2 separate regions of the Oryctolagus cuniculus genome follow, and region 2 is linked to region 1. The links are chromatin contacts, called in public Hi-C maps. All regions are on one chromosome and are shown on one strand. The core of a region is the stretch at or near the end of the contact, and the rest is flanking DNA. Distances in the headings are between cores, read along the strand shown. Region 1 holds the start of ZDHHC19 (zinc finger DHHC-type palmitoyltransferase 19). Region 2 has its middle 18 kb from the start of UBXN7.

The links. Hi-C and Micro-C count contacts between places; a contact is called where the count stands out from the background.
Region 2: a Hi-C map of an unstated tissue shows a contact between it and region 1, with 3 times the contacts expected there. The contact joins the enhancer-like site here to the promoter of ZDHHC19 in region 1. A contact is called at or near these places in 2 of 6 Hi-C or Micro-C datasets (ear pinna and an unstated tissue).

What each region holds. Positions count from the first base shown.
Region 1 is chr4:82,747,352-82,753,522 of mOryCun1.1, forward strand. ZDHHC19 (zinc finger DHHC-type palmitoyltransferase 19) reads right to left here and starts at 2,594. Exons shown (of 7, transcript XM_070072295.1): 1 at 998-2,594; 2 at 455-570. The coding sequence starts at 1,011.
Region 2 is chr4:82,971,290-82,977,460 of mOryCun1.1, forward strand. It overlaps the pseudogene LOC100349087. Among named protein-coding and RNA genes, the nearest start is that of UBXN7, 18 kb to the left of the region's middle. Within about 2 kb of position 3,147, at least 1 of the 8 cell types and tissues checked has an H3K27ac peak or open chromatin away from gene starts, as enhancers often do.

The DNA of each region.
Region 1 (6,171 bases), core at 1,344-3,843:
TCGGGCAGCGGCTGGGGGCCCTTGCATCACTCTGCTGCTTAGGGCAGCAGCACAGCATCAGCAAGCGCAGGGAAAGACGTGGAGGAGGCAAGAGGAATCCTTGTCCCACTGAGCAAGCTGGGCCGGCTCAGAGGGGCAGCAGGTAGAGGGAAGGCGTTCTATAGGAGCTCGGGCCTTTGGAACCGTGATCCACGTTTTCTGTTGTGTGCACAATGGGAGGGAAGCAGAGGGGACCAGTGCCCAGGAAGAACCCACGGGCTTCTCTCCCCCAGCCCCTGACCAGCCCTCCCTTCAAGGCAACTGGAAAAGCTTCAGAGTTGTATTTATCCACACCTTGGTGGTTTGGGGGATGAAGCGTCAGGGCCAGAGCAATGGGCATGTGGGAAGGAGCCTTGGGGCGGAGGAGGGGAGCTGGGGGTGGGCACCTCCTTCTCCCAGCGGGCAGAGGCCTCACCTCGATGTAAGATACCAGGGTCTGAGAAGTTGAGTGTAATGAGACTGAAGAAGGTAAGGGCAAAGAGGAGGCCTGTGACGGTGGGGAAGGCCCAGTTCCCGTGCTGAGCCAGCCACCTGCAACTGAAACCAGAGCCAGGCTCAGTCCTGACCCGCGGCAGCCCACAGCTCCCCCGAGGGCCTGGCGTGCTGGGGTCAGGACTCACAGACCTTTCAGCCAGCTCTGGGCAGCCAGGCCATTGACAGCCCAAACATCATCAGCATTACCAGCCACCTGCAGCTCCCCAAATGCAAAGTTCCCTCCACCTAGAATAGGTTCCTGTCCCTGAACCCTGACCCCCTTGCATGCCCTTGCCTGCCTGCTGTCCTTATCTGTTTTCCATGCAAGCTGACTGTAAGAAGCTTGACAGCTTGCGTAGGGGACTCACGGGAATGCAAAGAAGAGACCACTGAAAATGACGAGCAGCACCACGTTGAAGGCAGCAAATAGGCTCGGGAGGAACCAGCAAAGGGGGACCGGCGGCGGGGGCCGCAGCTCCTTTACCATGGGCGTGGCATCCTTTAACAGCGGCATGCCTGGCTGTCCTGTGTCCCCAGGGGAGATCAGAGCCACCAAGCTCCCTTCTCCCTGCTGGTTTCCAGAGCCCCATGACCACAACAGCCTCGGAAGTAACAGTCCAGGATAGAAGGAAAGAAATCTGATTGTGACATCATAGAGGCTGAGGACTGGGGGCTCTGGCTGCTTCCAATGACTTCCAGTAGCAACCCCTGCCTCCCAGACACACACACACACACACACACACACACGGGCGCATGCACGTGTGCTGGGGGCTGGGAGGTCCTGCCCCTGTGAGGTTGGCTTCACTACAGGCTCTATGGTTTGGGATGTGGTTTGTCGCCTAGAGGTTCATGCGCTAGAAGCTTGGTCCTCAGGGAATCAATGTTAAGAGGTGGTGGAAACTTTAAGAGGCGGGGCCTAGAGTGAGGCCCCCCAAGAAGGGACGGCGCTCTCATGAGACCTCCTTCCTGTGAGAGTAGGTTGTTAGGGAAGAGCAAGACTGGCCTTCCCCGCTCTCCGGCTTCTGGTCTTGCCATCCCATCTGTCATGTGTCCAGGTGCTCTTGCCATGATGTCATTTGCCATGTTGTGATGCAACATGCCCTCACCAGAGGCCAACAGATGGGGCCACCTGATCTTAGATTTTCAGCTTCGAAAACTGTGAGCTAAATAAACCCATCTTTTTAAAAGATTTATTTATTTATTTGAAAGCCAGAGTTACACAGAGAGAGAAGGAGAGGCAGAGAGACAGAGAGGTCTTCCATCCGCTGGTTCACTCCCCAATTGGCCACATCAGCTGGAGCTGCGCTGATCCGAAACCAGGAGCCAGGAGCTTCTTCCCAGTCTCCCATGTGGGTGCAGGGTCCCAAGCATCTGGACCATCTTCTACTGCTTTCCCAGGCCAAAGCAGAGAGCTGAATCAGAAGTGGAGCAACTGGGACTCGAACCGGTGCCCTCTCCATTTCTTCCTTTTCACTATGACAAAATTTCAACTAAATAATTTCCCAGCATTCCTTCTTTTTCGGATTGCCTTCATGACACGATTCTGCTCAGTGAGACACCTGCTGAGGGCGGAGCTCCACCCCTTCATCCTGTCTTGAACTCAGATATCCTGGCTGTCACCTTGGACCTCTTAGGCCACAAGTCAGCGTGCTCCCCGGACAGAGCTGATGACATTGCCTAGTCTTTTCCCAGTCCTGAACTGGCTCCCTCTGAGCTGTGCTTAATATGTGAGAAAATAGGCCAGCGCCGCCGCTCACTAGGCTAATCCTCCACCTAGCAGCGCCAGCACAGGTTCTAGTCCCGGTCGGGGTGCCGGATTCTGTCCCGGTTGCCCCTCTTCCAGGCCAGCTCTCTGCTGTGGCCAGGGAGTGCAGTGGAGGATGGCCCGGGTGCTTGGGCCCTGCACCCCATGGGAGACCAGGAGAAGCACCTGGCTCCTGCCTTCGGAACAGCGCGGTGCGCCGGCCACAGTGCGCCAGCCGTGGTGGCCATTGGAGGGTGAACCAACGGCAAAGGAAGACCTTTCTCTCTGTCTCTCTCTCTCACTATCCACTCTGCCTGTCCAAAAAAAAAAAAAAAAAAAAAAGTGAGAAAATAACAGGATTTTCTGCTCTATGCAACCAACATTTGCCATTTGTTTTGGCCACTAAGCATTTGGAACCCCTCCGCGTTTGGAAGATTCCTGAGACCAAAGTCTTCATGAGAGGCGAGGATCATTTCCCTGCTGCTATTGGAGCAATCACACGGGCCTGTCAGCCAGGCCCCACCAATCAGCTTCGGAGCTACTGCCTCCTGGGAGTCTGCCGAGCTACTGGGCGTCTGCCATGACGCAGCAACTGGCATACGTCAAAGTGTAACACTTGCCTTCAATTTCAACAGAGAATGCATTGTTCTTCAACATGGATAAAATATGTAATTCCAAGGTCCCTGATTTGGTTTCTAGAATGTAAGATGAATATTAAATTGGGGTGATAGAATTGGATCACTTGTAGGAAAATAATCTGATTAAAAGTGGAGCTCCAAAGTTCCTGCTCAACACGCAATTGTTGTTCCGTGCATTTGCTTGTCTGTGGAAACATGCTTTGTTCTTTGTGACTTTCAAATTAGAAGCTAGACTCAATGTAGTAAGAATATTGTCTTATGAGTGATAAGATTAGGTTTCAAATGCTAATGTTTAAAGCCTCAGATATTTGCATTCATCACAATTTAATTTGACTGTTATATATTTGGACATTTAAACACATACTGAGGGCTGACGCTGTGGTGTAGCAGGTAAAACCACTGCCGGCAGTGCCGGCATCCCATATGGGCACCAGTTTGAGTCCCGGCTGCTCCACTTCTGATCCAGCTCTCTGCTATGGCCTGGGAAAGCAGTAGAGGATGGCCCAAGTCCTTGGGCCCCTGCACCTGCATGAGAGGCTTGGAAGAAGCTCCTGGCTCCTGGCTTCAGATCAGCCCAGCTCTGGCCATTTCAGTCATTTGGGGAGTGACCCAGCCGATGGAAGACTCTCTCTCTCTCTCTCTTTCTGCCTCTGCCTCTCTGTAACTCTGCCTTTCAAATAAATAAATACATAGTTAAAAAAGACTCACATACTGAAATATGTTAATATTAATTTAAAATTCATTTTTCATTTATTTGAAAGGCAGGGTGAGACAGAAACAGAGACAATCTCCCATCCACTGTTCACTCCCCAAATGTTCACAATAGCTGGGATGGGCTGAGCAGAAGCCAGGAGCCCAAAACTTAACCTCTGTCTCCTACGTGGGTGGCAGGAACCCAAGTACTCGAGCCATCGCCTGCTGCCTCCCAGGGTGCACATTAGCAGAAAGAACTCAAGCCCAGGCACTCTGCTATGGAACATAGCTGTCCCAATTGGCATCTTGGCTGCTGTGCCAGACACTCCTCCCTAAAATTGAATTTTAGACATGTATGTGTAACAGGAGAGTATTGGTCAGTTGGAAGAGAAATGATTCTTGAATAGCAGTCTGTTTGCAACATGGTGCAGAAAAAAGTGATTTTTCTGCTTTCTGTCTATTCAGTGGTAGACTTACTCTCTTTTCTAACCTAAAAGGAATTTTAGGTTACATCTATTCTTAGATTTTTGGGGGGGGGAAATGTTCTGACCATAGACAATTATGAACTAATTAACACAACAATAGGAGATCCCTCACTTAAAAAAAAAAAAACTGAAAATGCTGTTACTTTTGACTATGCCCTGGAAGGGATTGGTAACCTGATGACACTGACCTTGTGACTACACTTGGCCTCAGGCACCTGTGTTCTTACCTGATGACTCTTTTTGATGTTGCCATTTTTTGCTGCTGGGCCCAAGTTTAGCAAAATAAAACAACCCTCTTGTCTTTTCGCCTGTTAGGTGGCACTCAAGGTTTGCCCCTCCCCTCATAATCCACGACAAAGCCTTCTCAGTCAAAGGGGGGTGTTCAAAACATGCAGGTGTCATTTACACACCCTGTATTCTCATCCTGTGCTCAGTGACACTGCAAGAGCTACTCTGGGGGCCAGCGCTGTGGCGCAGCGGGTAAAGCAGCAGCCTGCAGTGCGGGCATTCCATATGGGCATAGGTTCAACTCCCGGCTGCTCCACTTCCAATCCAGCTCCCTACTAACATGCCTGGGAAAGCAGTGGAAGATGGCCTAAGTGCTAGGGCCCCTGCATCCATGTGGGAGACCCAGATAAAGCTCCTGGCTCCTGACTTCGGCCTGCCCAGCCCTGGCTGGTACAGCCAGTTAGGGAGTGAAACAGCAGATGGAAGACTTTTCTCTCGGCCTTTGCCTCACCCTCTCTGTAACGTCACATTTCAAATAAATAAATAAATAAATCTTTAAAAAAGAAAAATAACTATGTGAAAACCTGGTCTGGCAATTTTTGTGTGTGATAAGTCATTGCTGCATCTGGAGAATAATTGGTGTACTTGATAAACTTTAAGATTTTAATCAGATTAAGATTTCTTCTAGGTAGTTACCAAGGTAATCCAGGCAACTGCCAATCAGAGGTCTGATTCTCTTCAAGAAGACATTTCTTTTTCCTTTTTATTTTGCTTCCTTTCTCTCTTGCTCCTCAGTTCCCCCCTCCCTCCCTCCTTTCCTTCCTTCCTTCCTTCCTCACTCATTTGACGTGGGTACAGAGGAAGCTAGCGAGGAGGAGCTGAGGCCATCAGTCCTTCCGTGCAGTGCCCCCTGCTCTGCTGAATGCCCTAGGTTTCCATGTATGAGATAACCAGAGCTTCCCGAAATCACTGCTCGGAACCACCTCCCAGCCAAAAGTAACCAACATGGCTGATATCTGCATCCTTGTTAACATTGTTGACTAATTATAATATATATATTTATATGCATCTATTTACTTATTTGAAACAGAATTACAGAGAGAGGGAGAGAAGGAGAGAGAGAGAAAGAGCGAGAGCAAGTGAGAGAGAGAGTTGTTCCATCTGCTGGTTCACTCCCCAAATGGCCACAATGGCCAGGGCTGGACTGCACTGAAGCCAAGAGCCAGGAGCTTCTTCCAGCTCTCCCATGTGGGTGCAGGGGCACAAGCACTTGAGCCATCTTCTGCTGCTTTCCCAGCTGCATTAGCAGGGAGCTGGCTCAGAAGTGGAACAGCCGGACTTGAACCGGTGCCTATATGGAACGCGGGTGCTGCAGGTGGCGACTTAACCCACAGCACTGGCAGGTCTCCTTGCTTCTATTGCCATCTAGCATGGCAATTCTATTGTCTCTTTTGCTTATGGCATCTAAACCTCAAGCCTTTTTGGGCCTTTGGAGTATGTGCCGCGTCACATCCTTCACCACGCTCGCCAGCGAGGTGTCTGGTCCCCAGGCAGTAAGGCTCTCTGCAAACATGTGGCAGATAAATGCTGTCATCCTCTGACTCCCAGGAATCCTTGCCATCTCTGTGGAAAACCTTTGGCTTTTGGCTGCCCTCACTTCCTGGCTCCAACACCCACAGCTCTATACCACATTCCTCCAGTTACTTCAGGTTGTTTCCTGTGTCGTGTGTTACAGCGTCGTCATCTCCCATACCCTGGGCAGCACTCAGAATCAGGGGTCAGGATGTGGTGCTGGGACATGACTGACAGGTGCTCTAAGAAGTACTCCATTCCTTGGGGCCGGCAGCGGGTTGCGGCCCTGGTCTAAGGC
Region 2 (6,171 bases), core at 1,897-4,396, 220 kb after region 1:
GTTCAGCAAAGGTAAGGCCACTGCCTCTTGGCCTTTTGCTCACATTTGCAAGATAAAGTTTGTAGCTGCAGCCATCACACAGTGTTGAAGGCGGGAAGGAGGGGAAGGGCAAAGCAAAAACTTTCTCAAAAACCCCCAGCAGATTTCTGCAGTTTTCTGATTGGTCATGACTGTGTTACAGGGCAGAGAAAATTACTCCTCATCCACACGGTCCCTCACCTTCCTGTGGATGAGACTGGTTAATTTTCCACAGATTAGATTCCACAGGAACACCCTCTTACAAAGCAGCTCAGAAGCTGGGTTAGTGATGATACCTGTAGGGGCTTTAAAATATTAGCCACAAGGTATCACTAGACCCCACCCCCACCATACAAGGTGGCTATCTATGTTCAGGAAGTAAAGGTGCACCTCTATTTGTTAGATTGTATCCATACCCCAACTTTGGTGGATCTCATGCAGCTTAGCTAATGAAAGTTTCTCTAAGGCTGATAGGGTTACAATGCTGCAGAATAAACAAGCTACTGCTGTCTTGGGAAGAGCTAGTACAGATGTTGACAAGACAGGAGCTTCCTATTATGGGGAATAGACAGCTGCATTACATTGCAACAAATGGAGAAAGTGCAATGACCAAAAGGTGGCTCCATGTATGATGTAGCTTGGGATTCTAGTTCCACTGAATTTTGTGCTGTTTATGGTTTTATGCCTGCCAAAGCAACAATTTTCAACTTGAAATGTGATCCTGTGTTTGACTTTGGAACTGGTCCTTGGAACGCAGCCTACTATAGCCTTCATGGACATATAATAGTACTAGCTGGATTTGGAACTCTGAGAGGACAAATGGAAGTGTGGGATGTTAAAACCTACAAGTTGATTTCTAAACCAGTGGCTTCTAATTCTATGAATCTTGCTCAGTACCCAGGTGGTGAGGATATTTTAACAGTCACATTAGGCCGGCACCACTGCTCAATAGGCTAGTCCTCCGTCTGCAGCACCAGCACACTGGGTTCTAGTCCCGGTCAGAGCGCCGGATTCTGTCCCAGTTGCCCCTCTTCCAGGCCAGCTCTCTGCTGTGGCCCGGGAAGGCAGTGGAGGATGACCCAAGTGCTTGGGCCCTGCACCCCATGGGAGACCAGGAGAAGTACCTGGCTCCTGCCATCGGATCAGCGCAGTGCACCGGCTGCAGCGGCCATTGGAGCGTGAACCAACGGCAAAAGGAAGACCTTTCTCTCTGTCTCTCTCTCTCACTAGCCACTCTGCCTGTCAAAAAAAAAAAAAAAAAAAGTCACGTGTGCTTCCAGGTTACATGTTAATAATGGGGATAAGATTTGCATTACACTGGCTCTGTCTTGAACAATCATGATGTGTCCTCAAATGGAGAATTGTGGCCAGTTTCATGGCAGCCATTTTTGGATGGAATATTTCCAGCAAAAACAATAACTTACCAAGCAGTTCCAAGTGAAGTACCCTGTGAGGAACCTAAAGTTGTAACAATTATAGACCCCCTGATTTAAGAAATAAACCAACTGGGGCCCGGCACTCTGAGGCAGCACATAAAGCTGCCACCTGCAGTGCCAGCATCCCATATGGACACCGGTTCGAGTCCCAGCTACTCCACTTCAAATCCTGCTCTCTGCTGTGGCCTGGGAACGCAGTAGAAGATGGCCCAAGTCCTTGGGCCCCTGCACCCATGTGAGAGACCTGGAAGAAGCTCCAGGCTCCTGACTTCAGGTCAACCCAGCTCTGGCTGTTGCAGCCATTTGGGGAGTGAACCAGTGGGTGGGAAACTCTCTCTCTCTCTCTCTGCCTCTCTGTAACTCTGCCTTTCAAACAAATAAATATTTGAGAAGTAGAGTTACAGACAGTGAGAGGGAGAAACAGAGAGAAAAGTTATCTATCCGTTGGTTCACTCCCCAATAGTCGCAACGGTTGGAGCTGCGCCAATCCGAAGCCAGGAGCCAGGTGCTTCTTCCCAGTCTCCCATGCAGGTGCAGGGCCCAAGGACTTGGGCCATCTTCTATTGCTTTCCCAGGCCACAGCCGAGAGCTGGATTGGAAGAGGAGCAGCCAGGACTAGAACCGGTGCCCATATGGGATACCGGCGCCACAGGCGGAGGATTAACCTACTGTGCCATGGCGCCGGCCCCACATAAATAAATCTTTAAAAAGGGAAATAAACCAGTCACCAATTCCAAGCTGCGTGAAGAGGAGCCACCTCACATTATGAAGCCAAAACCAGGAAATGATAAACCCTTATCAAAAACAGCCTTTAAAAATCAAAGGAAGCATGAAACTAAGAGAGCCACAAAGCAGAAAGCAAGAAGTGACAAAGTCCAGCTTGTCATCTACTCCTGTCCCACAAAACACACCATGAAACAGTACCTCTCGGTCAACTTCTGGAGACTCTGAGGTAGACAAAAATACCGAGAACCTAAAGAAGAAATTGAAAGCAATAGAACAATGGAGAGAACAAGCAGCAAGTGGAAAACAGCTAGAAAAAAAATCAATTGGAGAAAATTCAAAATGAGACAGCTCTTCTTCAGGAGTTGGAAGATTTGGAATTGGGTATTTAAAGTCATCGAAAGCAAGCTGCGTACCAGAAATCAGTGCACACACCTCTTGTGTTGGACCCGTTGGTGTACATGGAACATGCATATGCCCACATTTAATGTGGCTCTACAGTTTTAAGCATTTATTCAAGATTCTGCACATGCGTGAAATTACTTAATAATGTCTATTAAATTGACTTTTCCATTCTGCATCCTATATCATGCCAATATGCAATGCAGAAAGATACATGGATTTTTCACCTATGCTTGACAGACTGAAAGACAAATGTCATTGTTTGTTAGTAGGGGACAGCATTTACCATATAAAGGAATAAAGATATTTTAAATTAAAAAAAATAGCCACAAATTCTTTGACAGGCCTTGCATTGAAAAAAGGCATCGAATTCCTCTCTTCTTCAGGGTGGGCCAGTTTAATGATTTGCCTCTCATGAGAAGAATATGGCAGAAGTATGAGACTTCTAAGATGTGGTCATAAAAGGTATCGCAGCTTCCACATGGCTCCTCTTGCATCACTTGCTCTGGGGAAAACCAGCTGCCAGGCACAAGCACACTGAAGCCATTGTGTGGAGGGCATGTGTCGCTAGGAACTAAGGCTTCCTTCCAACAAGCCGCCACTGACTGCCAGCCGATGCAAGCGTTCAACACGACTGCAGAATCCCCCGCAGCCTTGACTATCACCCGACGAGAACCCTACCCTAACCATGCAGTGGGGCCCTCCGGAAGTCCTTCAACGCATCTTTCAGAGGGTGAGGTTGCACAAGGCAACCCTCAGCAAGGACAGGCATCTCGACTTAGGAAAGTGAAACATGAATGCGAACTCTAATAATAAGGGCGCCCTCACTCTTGTCAATCACCCTATGTCTGTCCAGGGAATTGAATCATTCTGTGGGACGGACTCTTTCATGCTCAATCTCATTGCTGCTCATTGATGTTTCTGAAATCAGCAAACTTCTGAAAGTTCATCTTATCTCCACACACCAATTCATAACACATCCTGGCCTTTGTCCCAGGATGACACAGCTCCAAACCTAGTCTATGTGTGAGAAGTAAAGACATAAGATTCATTTTCTTTCTTTCTCTCTCTCTCGCTCTTTTGTTGTTGTTGTTGTTGTTGTTGTTGTTGTTGTTAAAGACTCATTTATTTATTTGAAAGTCAGAATTACAGAGAGAGGGCGAGGCAAAGGGCTGGGAGGGCCAATGCTAGGAGCCAGGAGTTTTATCAGGGTCTCCCACATGCATGGTAGGGCCCCAAGGACTTGGGCCATCTTCCACTGCATTCCCAGGCACATCAGCAGGGAGCTGGATTGGAAGTGGAGCAGCTGAGACACAAACTGGCACCCATATGGGATGCCAGCACTGCAGGCAGCAGCTTTACCTGCTACGCCACAACATCAGTCCCCATTTGGTTCATTTTCAAATTAAAGTGTTCACCTGAAAATTACTAACAACTAGCTAGCATAATAGCTTGCAGAAGTATAGACAGTCACAAGTAGCCAGCGTAACCAGCCAGGTTACAAACCACAAAGTACACGCACCTGGAAAGTCCTGAAGCAAACAAGGCGTTGAGCCAATAGAACTTTAGCAAAACTACAACAGATGGAAATACAGGTGACGTCCAGGAAGATTGTAACCACATAGTACTTAGCCAGTGAAGAACAGGAGGAGGGACCTGCCTGCTGGAAATAAATTGCTTGCTAGAAACCACCCTCAGTGTGCCTGCCTACCAGGCACCTGAGCTTGCAAGACCATTAATAAAGTCTTCTTTCACTGCACTGAATCCATCCTTTGGGAATAAACAGGTGAGAATATTTCCCAGTTTGTATGTGGTCCTTAGACAGTTATATGCTGCCCCCAAATTCTAATATCCTAGAATAGCTACACAAATAGCTGATACCAGGGTTTGGCATTGTGGTGTAGTGTGTAAAGCCATTGCCTGCAATGCCGGCAAACTATATGGCTGCAGCTTTGAGTCCCACTGCTCCACTTCCACTCCAGCTCCCTGCTAATGCACCTAGGAAAGCAGCAGAGGATGGCCTAGGCACTTGGGCCCCTGCACCCATATGGGAGACCTGGAAGAAGCTCTTGGCTCCTGGCTTCGGCCTGGCTCAGCTGTGGCCGTTGCGACTGTTTTGGGGGAGATATCTCTGTTTCTGCTCCCCACCCCTGTAACTGCCTTTCAAATAAATAAAAAAAATTTTTTTAAAAAGTAGCTGATACTAATCTTGAGCCAGAAGTAGTTGTACTATACCTTTATGTTTCTATGATTCAACTTTATTTATATTGTTAACTCCATCTGGGGAAACAAAAATTTTATTTCAGTTAAGCTGGTTTCCTCATGCTTTACCTTGTGTTATACATAAATTCTTGGGGGGCTTTCCATTAGCGTAAACACACACAGACACACACAGACACTTCTGCTTTGGCACCCATGTGACCTTTGTCATCTAGTCACGCCACCACCTATATATATATATATTTTTTTTTTTTTTGACAGGCAGAGTGGACAGTGAGAGAGAGAGACAGAGAAAGGTCTTCCTTCCATTGGTTCACTCCCCAATGGCCGCTGTGGCCAACGCACTGCGCTGATCCAAAGCCAGGAGCCAGGTGCTTCTCCTGGTCTCCCATGCAGGTGCAGGACCCAAGCACTTGGGCCATCCTCCACTGCACTCCCGGGCCACAGCAGAGAGCTGGACAGGAAGAGGAGCAACTGGGACAGAATCCGGCGCTCTGACCTGGACTAGAACCTAGTGTGCCGGCGCCACAGGTGGAGGATTAGCCTATTGAGCCACGACGCCGGCCCACCTATATATTTTTTAATTTATTTATTGGGGCTGGCGCTGTGGCGTAGCAGGTGAAGCCACCGCCTGTAGTGCCAGCATCTCATGTGGGCACCGGTTGGAGTCCTGGCTGCTCCACTTCCTATCCAGCTCTCTGCTATGGCCTGGGAAAGCAGCAGAAGATGGTCCTCCAAGTTCTTGGGCCCCTGCACCCACGTGGGAGACCTGGAAGAAGCTCCTGGCTCCTGGCTCCTGGCTCCTGGCTGATGCGGTCATCTGGGGAGGGAACCAGCAGATGGAAGACCTCTCTCCCTCTGCCTCTTACTCTCTATAATTCTGCCTTTCAAAATAAATAAATAAATCTTTCTTCTAAGGCAGTTACAGGAAGAGAGGGGGAGAGAGAAAGAAAGAAAGAGAGAGAAAGAGAGAGAGAGAGAGAATCTTCCATTTGCTGGTTCATTCCCCAAATAGCCACAACAGCCAGGACTGGACCAGGTTGAAGCCAGGAGCTAAGAGCTTCCTTGGGGTCTCCTACATAGGTGCGTCGGGTCATGTTCCATTGCTTCCCCGGGCATATTAGCAGGGAGCTGGATCAGAAACAGAGCAGCAGGGACAGGACTGGAGCCCATATGGGACTCCAGCACTGCAGTAGGTGGCTTAACCCTTACACCACAGAGCCATACGCCACCATCTTATGATACCATCCCAACATATCTCTTGCTTAGTGCTTCTCTGTCCTCATTTGTAGAATTCCTTTAGGTCCAAAGGTCCCTGCTGAGCACACAGGGAATGTTCTGCTGCTCTAATTCCTGCCTGGGCCAGAGAAGC